Linked DNA regions of Mus musculus: regions 1, 2 and 4 are each linked to region 3. The links are chromatin contacts, called in public Hi-C and HiChIP or PLAC-seq maps. All regions are on one chromosome and are shown on one strand. The core of a region is the stretch at or near the end of the contact, and the rest is flanking DNA. Distances in the headings are between cores, read along the strand shown. Region 1 has its middle 69 kb from the start of Moxd2. Region 2 has its middle 100 kb from the start of Moxd2. Region 3 holds the start of Ssbp1 (single-stranded DNA binding protein 1). Region 4 overlaps Mgam (maltase-glucoamylase).

Region 1 (4,263 bases), core at 1,414-3,913, 350 kb after region 3:
TAGTATTTAAGGTGTGTAACATTTGATTTTCTGTGTAAATTTAATTTTGATTGGTTTATGATTAAGGTAAACTGTCATTTCAGTGACATTCATGCACAATAAAATGTAAGGCAGTTGAAGGCCACAATGGAAAAACAACCATGGTGCTGTTACTGAATGTATAAAGGTCACCACAGAGTTTAGGAATCTTTAAAAATTTTATGTTTTTTTTTTAATTCAAGTTTTCCTGAGTTGTCTTACTTTCATCTAACAATATGCTGTATCTCAGCCTTCTCCCTTATCTCTGTTCAATTCTTTTCTCTGAGTGTACACACACACATACAAGTACAATACACACACACTCACACTCACACACACACTCTAACACACAGACTCAAACACACACACACTCACATAACTCACACAATCACACACACACATACACACACATACATACTCACACACTCACTCACTCACACTCTTACACTCACACAGCTTTCAGAGGACTGTGGTTCATGCAGCCATGTTAAATAGCTCATAATTACCTGTAACTTCAATTCTAGGGTATCCTGGCTTCCAGGGACAATTGCACCCACACACATGTGCAAGCAAACACATGAGAGAGAGAGAGAGAGAGAGAGAGAGAGAGAGAGAGAGAGAGAGAGATGCATACACACACCCATGTAATGTATATGCATATATCCTTAAGTATCTTAAGCCTGCTCCCTTTGCAGTGTTTCACAGCATAGTAAGTGCCAGTCACATAGCACTGCTTAGTTTTTCACACTAACCACCGCAGACTGACTGATCATTTTAAATTCTGTGTCTCTGTTAGGAGCAATGCCATTGTTAACTCTCAGAATCTCAAATGATAACCTTCACATCATCTTTAAATTTTTTTTCTGAAAATTTAGAAATAATTTTGTTTCTACTTTTGAAATTTTATTGTTTTCACCTCTTACACATTTACAATCACCTTTTAATTCAAGTCCTCCCTATTTTCCTCATCGCTGACTACTCATTTACTTACCGCTCTGGCTTTAAACTGTCTCTAAATAATCGTATTTTCTACCAATTCACAGTAGTGTTCAAGGGCAGGCAACACCAGCATCTCCTGGAAAGATATAAAGTTCAGCATCCTGAGCCTCAATTTGAAACCTGGGAATGAAAACAGACTTTTACCAACATCTTAAAATATATATGCTTTTCCTCATAGATGCTTGTGTCTAAAACAGAGGGTTGAGACAGAGAGTGACTAAGTCACACGCAGCAGGGAATGTTGAGAAGGAAAAGGGTTCCAGGTTGCTTCACTGCTAGTGTCCCTGTGTGATAAAAGTGCTATAAAAGCATAATTGGTTTGGTTAATATATTCTAGTATATTCTAAAGGCGGTGGTTAATTGTGACTCATTAAGACCAAAGTGCCTTTCTGACATCCCTGGGCTAAATTTTTAGAAAACAGTAGAGGTAAATGGACCTTGGCCTTTGGGTATGAGGTAGTGTCGGATTTAAAAAGTAAATGCACCTGAGTGAGGTAACACATTCACAAAGGAACTCACACAATATGTACTCACTGATAAGTGGATATTAGCCCCAAACCTAGGATACCCAAGATATAAGATACAATTTGCTAAACACATGAAACTCAAGAAAAATGAAGACTGAAGTGTGGACACTATGCCCCTCCTTAGAAGTGGGAACAAAACACCCATGGAAGGAGTTACAGGGACAAAGTTTGGAGCTGAGATGAAAGGATGGACCATGTAGAGACTGCCATATCCAGGGATCCACCCCATAATCAGCATCCAAACGCTGACACCATTGCTACACTAGCAAGATTTTATTGAAAGGACCCAGATGTAGCTGTCTCTTGTGAGACTATGCCGGGGCCTAGCAAACACAGAAGTGGATGCTCACAGTCAGCTAATGGATGGATCACAGGGCTCCCAATGGAGGAGCTAGAGAATGTAGCCAAGGAGCTAAAGGGATCTGCAACCCTATAGGTGGAACAACATTATGAACTAACCAGTACCCCGGAGCTCTTGACTCTAGCTGCATATGTATCAAAAGATGGCCTAGTCGGCCATCACTGGAAAGAGAGGCCCATTGGACACGCAAACTTTATATGCCCCAGTACAGGGGAACGCCAGGGCCAAAAGGGGGGAGTGGGTGGGTAGGGGAGTGGGGTTGGGTGGGTATGGGGGACTTTTGGTATAGCATTGGAAATGTAAATGAGCTAAATACCTAATAAAAAATGGAAAAAAAAGTAAATGTTTGGGCCAACCTTAGTTACTTCCTCACACCGGTCTGTTGTCGTTCACAAGTCAAAAGTTTTCATTCAGTGACCCAGCACCTGAGAACTGGAGACACGGATCTGCTGAAGGCTTAGCTCAGACTTAAGTGGAGTCTGAGCTAAGTTTGGGGACAACCAGCAGTGTGCTAGACTGCATGAAATGTATGTCTCTCTCTCTCTGGGATGAAAGGAGGCAGATTTTCTCAGAGCTCAAGAAATGATTATTTAAAGGGCAGACACAGATAGGCGAGGAAGAGAAATAGAAAGTTCTCTGAAACAATTTTTTTTTCTAAGATGCATGTTCTCTAATCCATGCTGCATAAAGGCCTTCTCTGACCTCTTAGCTGCATGCCCAATCCTGTTTCAGTTTCACTTTGTGTAGGTTCTTACTGATGATTCATGGTGCAATAAAGATAATGAGGGTAAACTGTCATGCAGTACACACCAAGACAGAACCTGAGACTGAGCCTGAGTTTGAGCCTGAACCAGGGTTATTATGTGAATCAGGATTATAAACCAGGCCACAAGGTCTGGACGAAACCTTTTTTGTTTTGCAAGAAACAAAGCAAAACAAAACAAAAAAAAAAACCTCCAAAAACTGTGGTTAGAGTAGATGGGGCCACAATCTAACTTAATGTGGCATATGACAACTAGTGTCCTCCAAAACAGCTGGAACAAAATCAGATCCAGCACGATGTAGAATTCATTAACAACAACAACAACAAAACAACAAAACAAAAACAAACAAACAAACAAACAACAAACCTGTAATTAGGAGTACAGGAACTCAGAAAAATTTCTTCGCAGACCAGAACTGATCCATATTATCTTATAGAAGATGGTAAGCCTCACACAGAAGAGAGGAGAGTCTTAAAAATGGCAAACTTCTTAGCAAATCTAGTTTTTTATATTTGTTTTTGTTGTTTCCCATTTGGTTGAAAAATCAATTGCTGCCCCTGGCTTAAACTGAATCCTAGACAGTCACAGATTGCCTCACATACAACCAGCTGGAATTTTTTTCAGGGCCCTGGATGCTGTCTTCAATTCCACCACAAGGAACTTTGTCTTATCACGGTCTACTTTTGCTGGGTCTGGCAAGTTTGCTGGTCATTGGCTGGGAAACAATGCAGCCACCTGGGATGATCTCAGATGGTCCATCCCCAGCATCCTTGAGTTTAATCTGTTTGGCATCCCCCTGGTAAGCCTCATTCCCACCCTTGGTCCTTTGTTACTCTTTCTATTACCATTCTTTCAGGTGTCTGATAGGCTAAGGAACACGTTTCAGTGTCTATGTTTTGGCAAAATCAGTTTCTATGTGTGCTGTAAGATGGTTCTCAAGACAGAATGATATAAATGTCAGCACTGGTGTATCTTCCATACAGTCTCTGTCAGTAGGAGAGAATTACAATGAATCAAATGTATGAGTATAAGAAAAGAAAATCCTGTCAGGAGAGGAACAGTGAATGGGTAGGTATGAGATCAGAGACTGAATGATGAGGTCAAAACAGGCGCCCTATCTAGTCAGTTTGCCTAGTGTATCCTATAATGAGCATCTTCATGTTTCTCTCATTTGGCGGGGCTTGCTCTGGGACTCTGGGATCTTTTAAACATCAAATAATATTAGTAAGAGTTTTCTTTCCTTCTCTAGACAATAATACAGCCAATGATTTTTGCCTTTATAGTAATAATTTGTTTGCATGTGTGTTCAGGTTGGAGCCAACATCTGTGGCTATAAAAACAATGTCACCGAAGAACTCTGCAGAAGGTGGATGCAACTCGGAGCATTTTACCCACTATCCAGGAACCACAATGGTCCCGAATACACGGTGAGTTCCACCAAGAGAAATGATAGGACATTCGTGGATAATACCTACCTATTTTCAAAGAGGGGTCCTATATACTGTCCCTTTGCTTCATGAGAGTAGTTAAAATTTGAATGACACATCTAAAAGGCAGAGTGTACAGATGAAAATTTGGGAAGGATGGATATTTA
Region 2 (3,905 bases), core at 905-3,404, 310 kb after region 3:
GCTTTGGAAGAAGGGATTGACAATGCAAGAAAAGAAAGAATTGGCAGAATGAGGATGTTTGAGAAGCCCAATTATGATATGAGCTAGAAAATAAAAGCAAGAATTAGGCTCAGAGAAGAGAAAAATCATCTTCCACATGGGGAGAAAGATAGAGTTCACTCACTGGGCATATTTTTTAAAGACTAGCTTGCTTGCATTGAGAGGTAGGAGATGAGGTAATTTCTATGAAATAGATAATTTTCTTTTGTGGAGATGATGTCATTTAAGTATAAGATAAGTTTAATCATTTAACCATGATTAAACTTAAGAATTTGAGTTTTAATTGATGCTCTAAAAATGAGAGGAGGAGGGGAATACATAAGTGGGTCACAGGTGCACGTTCTGGAGGGCAGTGGTGAACCTTGGGAGTATCTCTGTTCAGACAAAATATCAACATAGAAATGAGGATTTGGCTCCTCTGCTTTAGAGTGTAGATTCAGTAAAGAAATAAGAAGTGGCAAATTAGACAACAAATATTGGGACATAGGCCAGTCACCAGTAAGATCTAACAGTTTCCAAGAGATAAGGAGAAATGGAACAAAGAGGAGAAGTCTGTGTGCCTTAAAGAATAAGAGGGAACTGGGGCATAGTCAAGCCAAGAGCCAGCCTGGACTGCGGGGGAGGGTGGGACAGCTTCCGGCCCCCCTTGCTCTTCTCATTCTTTGCCCTTGCATCTGTCATTTCTGTTCTTTCCCTCCATGGCTCCTGCAAGATAGGGGCTTCCTGACTCATAGCTGCCACTTAAGTTAGGGTTAGATGAGAGGAACAGGACACAGTGAACAGCCCCCGAGGCAGTCCACCTGGCTACCCTTGCCTTATGGCTCTAGCGTGTGACCTACAGAGCATGCTCCATTAAGAACCCGCCCCACCTCATTGTCATCTCCAATAAAACACCACTCACAGTCAAAAAAAAAAAAAAAAAAAAAGAATATGAGACAGGTGTGGTGGCACACGCCTTTAATCCCAGCACTTGGGAGGCAGAGGCAGGTGGATTTCTGAGTTCGAGGACAGCCAGGGCTACACAGAGAAACCCTGTCTTGAAAAAACAAAAAACAAAAACAAACAAAGCAAAACAACAACAACAAAAAAGAATAAAGAATATGGGCACATGTTCTAGTTACTTTTCCTTTACGGTGATAAAATACTGTAACCAAGGCAACAGAGAGAAGAGAGAATATATTTGTGCTTTTGGTTCTAAAAGGAGCCTAACTGTCCATCATGGCTGTGAGACATGGCAGCAAACAGGCATGAGGGTCAAAGCAGTCTGTAATTGGAAGCACAAAACAGAATGAATGGGAGTGAGGCCGGGCTAAAAGCTTTCAAAGCTACTCCACCCTGTGATATATTCCCTGTTCCTTTGTCACCCCCAAAAGTCAAAGCTGTGCACCACTAAAAGTTTGTTGACTGTGGAGTGACATCACATGTCCTCATCTGTAGAGGCCTTTACCTAGTGGACTACTTAATTCCCAAATACAAAGATTACCTTTAAGAAGCAACACAAACTTTATATGCCCCAGTACAGGGGAACGCCAGGGCCAAAAAAATGGGAATGGGTGGGTAGGGAAGTGGGGGGGAGGGTATGGGGGACTTTTGGGATAGCATTGGAAGTGTAATTGAGGAAAATACGTAATAAAAAATATTAAAAATTAAAAAAAGAAGCAATGTATAGTGATTTAAAGACTGAATTGAGCTGTAATTATACCTTACTCAATTCTATATTTTTCTAAATTTGAATCGCTGTTTACTGTTAAGTCATGACAATTTTTCTGGGCATGCTGTGGAAACCTGAAACTGATATTGTAAAGGGAACTGAGCATTTTTAGGGAGAAATAAAATATGCTTTTGTGGCCACAAATGGACCGCTGATTTTGGCTGGTAAGTCAGGTTTTATGAAGAGATAAATCACTTCTTGGCTCCTCACAGAGGACAAAGCCTTCCAGTCTGGGTTTTCCTGCAAGGTCTCTGGGTCAGGGATCTGGGAGACAGCCTTGTACTACTGGCAAGAATCTGTCCTCCAGATAGGGTGAGGGAACCTTACTTTCCTGGCAGTGTGCCTCAGGGCCCAACTCTGTGGGCTTGTAAAGATAGGAGCCAGGTTGTTTACCGTTCATTCTTCAGTACCTCCCAGATGATAGTAACAGGGACTGCCTCCCAGTAGTTTTTGCACTATACTCTCTGACCCACCCTACAAGATCAGTCCTTGTCCTTCCTTAGTCCTGCTATGCTTTCTCCTCCCTCCCTCCCTCCCTCCCTCCCTCCCTTTCTCCCTCTCTTCCTCCCTGATCCCATTTCCCTTTTTCATTGCCTTTGCTGCAATTCCTGAAACTTGTCTATGACACTCAGGGTCAACCAGACTAACCATTCTCCAGCTAGGCGTGCATCCTGATTCTTCCTAAGAATCCGTTAACAGAAGCCTCCCATTCCCCCTTCAAGGTTTTCCCACGTGCCCCTATTCTTTGAGGTTCCCTGAGGGGGTGTGATGAATAAACTCACCTCTGCTTGAGATGTATGTCTGCCTGGTTTCAGGGGTAAGATGGTCAACTAGCATCCTGTGACTTTCCATGCGTTACTTGCTAGAACTGAGGGGCTGAGATTCACCTGCCTACATCCAGAACAGAGCTATATTTTGATGGCAGACAGGGGTGTTCTGTGGGTACCAGGCCTACATGCAGAGGCTGAGCTGATAGTTATCCCAGCCAGCACTTCAGGTCCTGGCTGCTGCTTTTTCCCAGAAGCCTTAGTTAGAAACAAAGAGCAGGTAGACTCTGCAAAGAGTATGCTTACATTGCTTCCGCATACTTTAACAAGGCCATTAAAACCAATATTGCTTCACTGAGTTTGAGGAAATCCAAGGTCCTTTCATTCTGCCCCTAGATTCTGACATGTCCAAAGTCCTCTAAACGGAGACAATTGCCTTGGATCGTGTCTGCATTACTTCCTTTACTCTTAAAACACAATATTGCTATTGTTAAATTTTGCTCATGTAAAGTACATTGGTTTATTCTCAGAATGAAGGGAAAGTCTGTTTTGCCTGTTTCTTCCACATCCTTACCTTACAGTGTTCTCAGAGATGCCTCAGGCCCAGGGCACGACCAAGATACTATTGGGCCTGGCCATTTGTCTGGCCCCCCAAGACACTGTGGTCGGCATTCACACTGGGTTTCCAAATATTCAAGGAACATTTCCTTCCCATGGCACTTAGGACCATGGTGTCATTTGCTGTGCTGTTCTCTGTCTCTCCTGTTACTGATGACTTCTATGAATGCCTTTGGGCAAGATCATGGGTACATGAGGGCAATGGAAGTGCTATTTGAGAGCCTTCATTGTAGAAGGGTCTCCACTGAGCCCTTTGCTAGATGTGGGGCATGAGAACGGTGATGTTCCTGTTCTAGAGAACTACTGCGTGTGTAGGTGTGTTTATTTATCATACCACAGGGCCTGTATCCAACCTTGGTGTTCAGAATAGAATAGTCGTAGTGATACCATATGACTAAAAGAACATACATGAAAAAACATTCTATCAAACCTACAAAGCAAATAACAGCAAAAGAAGAAGATTTAAGTAAGGCAATAAGAAAGGAAAAAAAGGACATGAGAGCTGGAGAGATGTCTCATTGAGTAAATTGCTTGCCACACAATTATGAAGGACTAAGTTTTGAATCCAAGCACAAACATAAAAGCTGGGATGGAATGGACATGACTGTCTGTAGCCTCATCCTTGATGGGTGCTGGTAGACATGTGGGTTCCCAGGACTTACTGGCCTATACATCTAAGCAAAACAGTGGGCTCAGGCTCAGTGAGAGACCCTGTCTCAAAAGATAGAGGGAGAAACCTGTTACCCACCTCAGCATGTGTGTAAATGGAT
Region 3 (4,178 bases), core at 689-3,188:
ACCAGCCAAGGAAGGAGAATGTGTCAGTTCCTCTCTGGGTGGACAACAGGGCTCAGTCAAGACTCCCCATTCAGGGGTTCTTTATAAAACGTTAAGGCAGGGTGCTCTCAAGTTTCAGTTGTCTATATTTTTCTTTAACCAACCTTCTCTACATTCTTCAAATAGAACAAAGGCAAAACTAACGGGATAGTGAAGAACAGAACTGGCTATACATGAGCCAATAGATGTCTGCAATGGGGAAACAGAGTTAAGATTTACTCCACAGTTCAAGTCTGGGACCACTGAAACAAAGCTTGCGAGGTGGGCGGGCGGGATTTCTCTCTGGAGGAAAAGGAGCAACTTTGTTTTTCCTTTGTCTTGCCTCCAAAGCTCATAAAGAGGAAACCATTGAACTAATGTAGCAGGTGGGATGTCTTCTTATTACTAGGGTGTGTGTGTGTGTCCCTGTCCAATTCAGTGCCTCGTTATTTCAGGAAATCAACTTTGTAAAGGTAAAAGTACAGGGAAGTAAACATCTATAAAGGCGTCACTAGTGAGCCAGACAATAATTCAGACCCCCCCCCCTCCTAAAATCAGAAAGAATGGACCTTAGGAGGCAGTGTGTCTGTTTGAATGGTTTGGAGTTCCCTTCTGTCTAACACTGGAGCCCCACTGAATCTTGTTGCCTTGGGTTCCTTAATTTGTAGGATTCATAAGTGCGTTACTTCACTAGGGCCAGGATTAGGGTAAACAACATAGGATTTAGAGGAGCAAAAGAAAGTCAGCAATCAAAAGAAAAGATGTCTCAATGCAGTATTTTGGAAATGTTAAAACTAAGAAATTTTACTATGAACATGATATTACCAAATACAAGATCAACAAGCTTAAGTTACTTGAGATTGTTTAAGACTGTCACTGAGTGCTGGATGTGATGGCACATGCCTTTAATCACAGCACTAGGGAGGTAGATGCAGCAAGGGGAATCTCTGGGAGTTAGAGACAAGCCTGGTCTGGTCTACATGAGATCCAAGTTTCAGGCCAGCCAGGGATACACAGCGAGACAGTGTCTTTTTTCTTTTCTCTTTCTCTCTCTCTCTCTCTCTCTCTCTCTCTCTCTCTCTCTCTCTCTTTCTTTCTTTTAAGCTTTTCCATCTAGAATAACTGCCAAAGATGTAGAATTGAAACACAAAATGAAAAAAAAAAATCTAAAAAATACTGATCAGTTTCTTTCTATAAAAGTAAAATCTTAATTACACTTTGCTTTAAAATAAAGCAACGTTTTGACTTTTAACACTTCTTCAAAATGTTTTGGAATTTCATAAACTTTTAATGTTTTAGGGAAAACATATATACAAATACATAATATAAGGGCGCATTTCTCTTGTGCCTTAGGCACAGTTTGGGACCGGTACTTAATAAAGATGTTAAAAATTTTGCTCCTCACGTGTTTCTTGAATTTTTTGACTTAACATGTTAACATATCTAGATCACCGAGGTTTTGACAGCAATTAATTCTTCAGTCTTACTGCATTAGGAGACTTGTGTCGGTTTTAGTTCCTCCAGGGGCTCAAATATGTTTTATTTCACCTACCTCACTCCCTTTCCCAGGCTGGGAACATCAAATAATTTCAATTTAGGGCTGGGAATAGAGTTCTGGCCAGAGTTTGGTTAGCCAGTGCGGGGCCACTACCGGAGCGAGGGTGGAGATCAGGAAAAACAAAACAAAACAAAAAACCCCAACAACCAAACTAAACCAAACCAAACAACAAAAAAACAAAACCAAAATCGTAAAACTACCCACAGGTGGCATCGTTGATCCGCCCACTTCCGCCTGGACAGAAGTTCCTGGCACTTCTAAATTGAGGGGTCGTGTTTCCGGCGACATCAGCCGGCGGCATTTCAACGACGCACTTCAGAGATTTCCTGTCTTTCCTTGCATCTCGCGAGCTTTGCGGGCTCCGTGCGCCGGAAGCGAGCCGCTGGCGGTCGGGCTCTGCGTGTCCGGTGAGGGAGGGGAGAAGGCTGGCACGAAGTTGTGTTTCCCGAGTGCACGGGCGCGTGCGGGGCTCGGGAGGAGTTGTGCGGCTCCTCGCTGGAGTCCGAGTGTCCCCCGCCGTTCCCTGTGCTGCTCGCGAGCGCCACTTTGGGGGAAGAGCAGCCTCTTGCCCCCGCGGCGAGGCTGGGGAGCCGGGCTTACTCAGCGCTAACGGGGACGAAGGCACTGATTTGCGTCCTTTCGGAGTAGCGTTTACTGTGCCCGCACTGTTTGTAGAGACAGTTTTAGGGGTCTAGAATAACAGAACAAGTTGGAAAAAAAAATGTCCGAGACAACTTCTATTGTAAAGAAATCTAGCAGACAATGGATTGCAAGTGAGAACAGGTTTTTCCCCTCTTTTCTGCTGGTTGAGACCCAGAACCACAGAGTTTCTTTTGTCTCGCTCAGTTTTTGTTTTCAAAAAGAAAGGAACTCCCCACACGTGCAAAAAATGCGGTTGCAAATTGGGTGCACGAGAAGCTGGACGCGCTTAGGATTTAGGACTAGAGAGCATGTGTGTTCTTGATGGATACTGTAGTTTCTTGATTTATCATTTTTCTCTTTTCTTTCTTTCCTTTAGGAAAAGCCTAAAGATTAGGTTGTAAGAAAAACAGAAGCCATGTTTCGAAGACCTGTGTTACAGGTAGTCACTTTTCTACATTAGTGAGTGCTCCAACCGTGTTTCCATAGTCTATAGCCATGTTTTGTTTTGTTGCTTTTCGATTTTGCATACATAAGCACGAGATTCTTACGCCTATCCAGCGTGTTCTATGTGTTTATTTGATGTGGGAGATTCAGAAGGGATTTTGTGTGTGTGTGTGTTTATGTGTGTGTGAAGCTCATAATGTTTACTGAATCAAAAATGATTTTTAAAGTGTATTCGCATATGTAGTACACCTCATGAATTTAATTTAGTAAATATTTGTTACCAGTGCTTAGATCAGAGTATTCATTTAATTATGTAAGTTATTATTATCATTTTTGTTTTGCTGTTTTTGAGACAGCCACTCATAGTTAAGACTATCTTGAGACTCACTGTTAGGCTGAGATGACCAAGAACCTTCCTCCTCCTGCTTCTACTTTGTCACCGATGGTATTTCAGGCCTGCCCCATCGCACCTGATTTCTTCTAACCTTGTCCCATATGGCTCTGGTCTTTTATGACCTTCTGGCCCCTCTCCTCCCCACTCCCATCTTGCTATCCAGAGAGCAGAGCTCACTTCTTGCCACAAATTCATGACCATTCTGCAATCTAGTCGGGTGTCCTCTACTCTAGCCAGCCTTAAGCAGGCCTTAATTACCATTTTTCCTCAGTGTGGCACGTGGGTACCAAGTCTTGTAAATTCTCCTAATGTAAAATCTATTACTTTTCTTCTCCTCTTAAGACTAATGAGTCAAATTCGTTATAAAAGTCTGTTGTCTTCCCCATCCTACTCTTAAGTTGGTCTATCCTTAGCTCCTTACTGTAATCCACACATACTCTGAGCCTTTTAAAATTGAAGTTATACTATAGTATCTTTTTAAACCAAATGGGAAGTAAGTTTGCATTTTGAGGGTATTGAAATAATCCTCTCCCTATTTCTTCTTTTCTACTAGATTATGTGTATGTTCCTAAGATGAGGCATATTGTTATTTTATAACATTTAATGAACACTGGCTCTTCTGAATCTGTCACATTAGTATTTTCTGTGATCGTGACAAAGGAACTGAGTAGCATTTTGGTCCTGTATCGTGTAACATCTTATTCTTATATTTATTCTTAGTGATAGTATATAGCTAAAATCACTCCAGGAAAAGGTGTTCATTTGAGTGGTATGGAGAGAGAAGGCCGGTATTAAAAGACCAGGGAAGGAAAGAGGTCCCAATTGGAATTTTTAAAAAGCTAGGTTTAGAAATCATAATGTGGTAACCTGTCACCTCAGAGTTGTAGCCTGTCTCTGCCTTCATTTGCATGGAGAAGTTGCATAACTGGAAATTACGAACACAGCAGCTCTCACGGACCAGTTGAAATGACCCTTCTTATATGGTAGAATGTCCTTGAAAGTGAGTGTGAGAAGTTCTAACTCTCTAACTCACTAACAGTGAGAGTGACAGACAAAAACAGCATCACCCTCAGCCACTGCCTGAAGCCTGCAGTGCCCGCAGGTCCTAAAAGAATTCTTTGG
Region 4 (4,099 bases), core at 1,526-4,025, 280 kb after region 3:
AGATAGACATGAACTGGAACAAATGGGGCATGTTTTCCAGGGATGAGCCCCCGGGGGTAAGGACAGAGTGTCTGTGGTCTGTGTTCTGTCCCTTCCATCCACTCTGTGTGTCTTGTGCTTCTTCCTTACAGATGTGTGTTGATTGGTCTCTTCTACTTTTAGGCAAATGGACATATTTTTAAGTACCCCTTTCCTTCACTGTTCTTTTTTTAAAAAAATATTTTATTAGGAATTTTCTTTATTTACATTTCAAATGTTATCCCCTTTCCTGGTTTCCGCTCCAAAACCACCCTATCCCCACCCTATCCCCTCCCACTCCCCTTGCTCACCAACCCACCCACTCCTGCTTCCGGATTCTGCCATTCCCCTACACTGGGGCATCGAATTTTCACAGGACCAAGGGCCTCTCCTCCCACTAATGACCAACAGGGCCATCCTCTGCTATGTATGCAGCTATAGCCATGGGGCCCTCCATGTGTACTTTTTGGTTGGTGGTTTAGTCCCTGGGAACTCTGGGGGTATTGATTGGTTCACTGACTCAACTTAGCAATCAAATTTCTGTGTAATTTCTTTCTCATGCACATAGTCTCCTAACATCTTCTTTTTTCCATTATGACTCTCAGTACAGGAAGAATTCCTATGGTGTCCACCCTTACTACATGGGTCTGGAGGAGGATGGCAATGCTCATGGAGTCCTCCTGATGAACAGCAATGCCATGGGTAGGATGACACCTGTGTCCTCTTATTGTGTGCCAAACACTCTTAAATTGTTTTTGAATGATTTTAACTTGGCAATATCTTAAGTCAAAAATAATGTCTCTGGGTAATGGTTTTTCCTGTTTAGCCTTCATTTTATCCTAGAGATTTATGGTTGCTATGTTTACTAAACTTTTATTTGGTATCATGTAAAACACTTACATAAGAAGGCATAGCAAAATCCTAATTCCTGAGGGTCCCCAAGTTCCTGGGTGTCAGCTGGAGGCAACCGGTTATATAACTTGGATTACTGCCAAGCGTTTGGGTTAGAACACTGCCTATGGCAGAATGAGGTTAGGAATATTTTTATGCTATTTGAGAAAGGGGCAGAAAGTCAAGTTCAGTAATACATATTGTAGCTGCCAGTGAAGCCACAGGAGGTGAACACTGAGACTTAGTGCTACTTTGAGATTGTTTTTATGATTTTTATACTACTATGATATAGAAATTATGATAATTTAAATTTTTACAAATTTAAAACCTCTAATAAGGAGCATAAAATGGATAGGATCCTCTGGGGTTTTCCTTTTTCAGTTCTATATTGGTTTAGTACAGAATGTCTGCCATCAATGGTATGAAATGGAAGTGAGAAATAGAGCTTTCAATACTAATGGGTTAACCTTAAGGCTTTCATTATTGTTGATTTGTTGTTGTTGTTGTTGTTTTCAGATGTGACATTCCAGCCCATGCCTGCTCTGACATACCGCACTACAGGGGGAATTTTGGATTTTTATGTATTTTTGGGGCCAACTCCTGAGTTTGTCACTCAGCAGTACACAGAGGTAGGAAGCTCATTTGATTGTCATGTATTAATGTTAGCATATCCTCTGCTCCAAATCATGCATTTATTAGTGTAATTCTTAGCATCGTAGTTTCAATCATTGGTTTTATCAGAAAGAAGTATATTATAGAAAAGGGATTAGTACCTAGATTCCAATAACATTACGTTTATAAATTCTCTAATTGTTACAGCATTGCAGGCAGACTGGTGGTCCTAGCAGTGGTGGTACATCATGGTAGTGGGGGGACATGATGATTGGGATAGGAATGAGAGTGCTGGTAATAGAGTTAGGGGTGTTTGTGGAAACGTTTTTGGAATGGTGATAGTATGGGGGTGATGGTTATATTGATAATGATTGTGACAATGGCAGTAATACAGTTGATGATAGTGCTGGCATAATGTCATTAGCATTGCTACTGCTGCTGATATTGGTTAGAGTCATGATGACCATGGAACAATGGTGATCATATCCGTGGTAGTAACAGTGATGGGGTGGATATGGAAATGGTAACTACTGTGGTCTACAAACATTTGTGTGACCAATATTATATCAGTAATCTGTTACACATTAGATCACTTCAAAGACATTATCACATTCAATACTCATAAAAACACTCTGAGAAATTACTCTTATTCCTAGTTATGTGAGGCAAAATAAGGAAAAATAAAGTTACATAAACTTCTGTGTGGTCATGCAGCTGTCAGAACCAGAGTCTCTTTGTTAAGGTAGGGATTTTACCTATGGGATTTGTGCTTCTAACCATAGCATTAGATTTCATTTAAGAAAAGGGGGCAGCATTGAAATGTAAATAAATAAAATAATTAATAAAATATTAATACTTTAAAAAATTAGAATGAAGTAAGATTTTAACAGAGTTCCTAGAAAATAAGTACTAGGCTACGAGGAAAAATTTCTCAGTGTATCATCAGGGAAGAAGGATGTATTTCCCCAATATTTTTCTAGAATTGAACTTAAGTTTGGATTGGTCAAACATTCTTCTTTTATGTATATTCCAGCTTCTACTTAGAAGTACTAATCCTTTCTGTCTGTTTTCTAGTTGATTGGTCGACCTGTGATGGTACCTTACTGGTCCCTGGGATTCCAGCTGTGTCGCTATGGATATGAGAATGATTCTGAAATCGCCAGCTTATATGATGAGATGGTGGATAAGAAGATCCCCTATGTACGTCCATGTTATGCTGTCGTGGTGTGCTGGCTCTGCAACCTCAGAGCTAAGCAAAGCTGTGTGGAGCCTGTTCCAACTATAGTGTGTTCTTGCTCTTGGGGATCTTAGCATTGATGACTCAGACTAAGAATGAGGAACTAGTGTTGGCTCAAGGAATTTAGTCAGGAGGTTCTTTTCATAAGAATAAAACATCTCTTCAATAGTATGAAGAAATTTTTCTTATGCTTAACTAGGAAAAACATGAACCGAAGTAGAAAAAAATAAACCCAAATTAGTCAGAGCATTGTAAAGAGTTGTTATGGCTCCAACCTTCCCAGACTCAGAACAAATGCAGAGTCTTGGGCTTCACTTCAATGGAAATACATGTGGAGCCAACCTCCCTCATTTGAGGGCAAGAGGCTTCCAATAGGCTTGATCTAGGGGATTCTTTTTCATATTTAATCTATTTTGACTATATATTTTTCCTATTTTTCATCTTATTGTCATTAAAGCAAAGTAGGTAGGTAATTAAATATATCATCTTAATGAGAAAAGTGTGATTGCCCTCAGTATTGCTTTTCTAAAGTTCTTGTATGGTCTTGCTTTGTGTTGCATTGACTTAAGGAAGACTTACTGTCCATATCTCATGAGCACATAGTTGCATTTCCTATGATAAAGAGCCACTGATTCCAGGGGCAGCCTGCTGAGGGAAGTCACCATAACCATGCCCTACATCATCAGCTTTCAAAGCACATGATTTAATAGTGTTTTTATTTATATTTACAGCAGTCTTTCCAGACAGGATTTATCATTCATCTTACTCTGTTTTCATGTTATATTAAATGTTATTTTGGGTGTTGTGTGAAGTCATGTGAGAAAATGAAAATGAAAAATATTCCAGAAACCAACTTCATAATATGGCATCACTAGATTGGTAGAGAGACATTTTCTTCTGGAGTTTGGACTTTCACTAACATCAGCCACTGTTCTTTGTGTCATCCCAGGATGTGCAGTACTCAGACATTGACTACATGGAGAGGCAGCTGGACTTCAAGCTCAGCCCCAAGTTCTCTGGGTTTCCAGCCCTGATCAATCGCATGAAGGCCAATGGGATGAGGGTCATCCTCATTCTGGTTAGTCCTTGTGTGAATGTGTAGGCAGTGAGTGGGACAATGGATGGAACTGTGCAGAGGTCACCTTAGGCTGTCTGCCCTTTCCTGTTCTAGGAGAGAAATAGAAGTGTAATTAATGTAAGAGTACTTCTTGGGAGCCATGGAAACTATAGTACAAATTGAAACTGGGGAATAACAACCCTCCAACCCTCACCACCACTCTGTGTTCCATCATAATTTCCCACCTGCCCTATGCTCTGACTGCAGGATCCAGCCATTTCTGG

The links. A called contact is a pair of places that touch in the nucleus more often than the background predicts. HiChIP or PLAC-seq counts read pairs in DNA pulled down with a chosen protein or histone mark.
Region 1: an H3K4me3 HiChIP or PLAC-seq map of bone marrow-derived macrophages shows a contact between it and region 3, with 3 times the contacts expected there. The contact joins the enhancer-like site here to the promoter of Ssbp1 in region 3. A contact is called at or near these places in 1 of 39 promoter capture datasets (the HPC-7 cell line), 1 of 484 Hi-C or Micro-C datasets (embryonic fibroblasts), 3 of 115 datasets of contacts at active chromatin or transcription factors (bone marrow-derived macrophages, double positive thymocytes and pancreatic cancer cells) and 1 of 9 other capture datasets (macrophages).
Region 2: a contact with region 3 is called in a Hi-C map of Sertoli cells, with 4 times the contacts expected there. The contact joins the enhancer-like site here to the promoter of Ssbp1 in region 3. A contact is called at or near these places in 2 of 484 Hi-C or Micro-C datasets (Sertoli cells and conventional dendritic cells), 1 of 115 datasets of contacts at active chromatin or transcription factors (bone marrow-derived macrophages) and 2 of 9 other capture datasets (macrophages and pancreatic islet).
Region 4: an H3K4me3 HiChIP or PLAC-seq map of bone marrow-derived macrophages shows a contact between it and region 3, with 5 times the contacts expected there. The contact joins the enhancer-like site here to the promoter of Ssbp1 in region 3. A contact is called at or near these places in 2 of 39 promoter capture datasets (liver and neutrophils), 1 of 115 datasets of contacts at active chromatin or transcription factors (bone marrow-derived macrophages) and 3 of 9 other capture datasets (adipose tissue, liver and macrophages).

What each region holds. Positions count from the first base shown.
Region 1 is chr6:40,816,053-40,820,315 of GRCm38.p6, forward strand. It overlaps the pseudogene Mgam2-ps. Among named protein-coding and RNA genes, the nearest start is that of Moxd2, 69 kb to the right of the region's middle. Within about 2 kb of position 2,664, at least 55 of the 459 cell types and tissues checked have an H3K27ac peak or open chromatin away from gene starts, as enhancers often do. A contact at or near this core is called in the HPC-7 cell line, bone marrow-derived macrophages and macrophages, where this site is marked.
Region 2 is chr6:40,781,722-40,785,626 of GRCm38.p6, forward strand. No RefSeq gene overlaps it. Among named protein-coding and RNA genes, the nearest start is that of Moxd2, 100 kb to the right of the region's middle. Within about 2 kb of position 2,155, at least 18 of the 459 cell types and tissues checked have an H3K27ac peak or open chromatin away from gene starts, as enhancers often do. A contact at or near this core is called in Sertoli cells, where this site is marked.
Region 3 is chr6:40,469,477-40,473,654 of GRCm38.p6, forward strand. Ssbp1 (single-stranded DNA binding protein 1) reads left to right here and starts at 1,939. Exons shown (of 6, transcript NM_028358.2): 1 at 1,939-1,983; 2 at 2,595-2,657. The coding sequence starts at 2,634.
Region 4 is chr6:40,746,431-40,750,529 of GRCm38.p6, forward strand. Mgam (maltase-glucoamylase) reads left to right here. Exons shown (of 94, transcript NM_001368875.1): 74 at 1-56; 75 at 624-720; 76 at 1,426-1,538; 77 at 2,596-2,721; 78 at 3,708-3,836; 79 at 4,083-4,099. Among named protein-coding and RNA genes, the nearest start is that of Mgam, 120 kb to the left of the region's middle. Within about 2 kb of position 2,776, at least 6 of the 459 cell types and tissues checked have an H3K27ac peak or open chromatin away from gene starts, as enhancers often do. A contact at or near this core is called in bone marrow-derived macrophages, where this site is marked.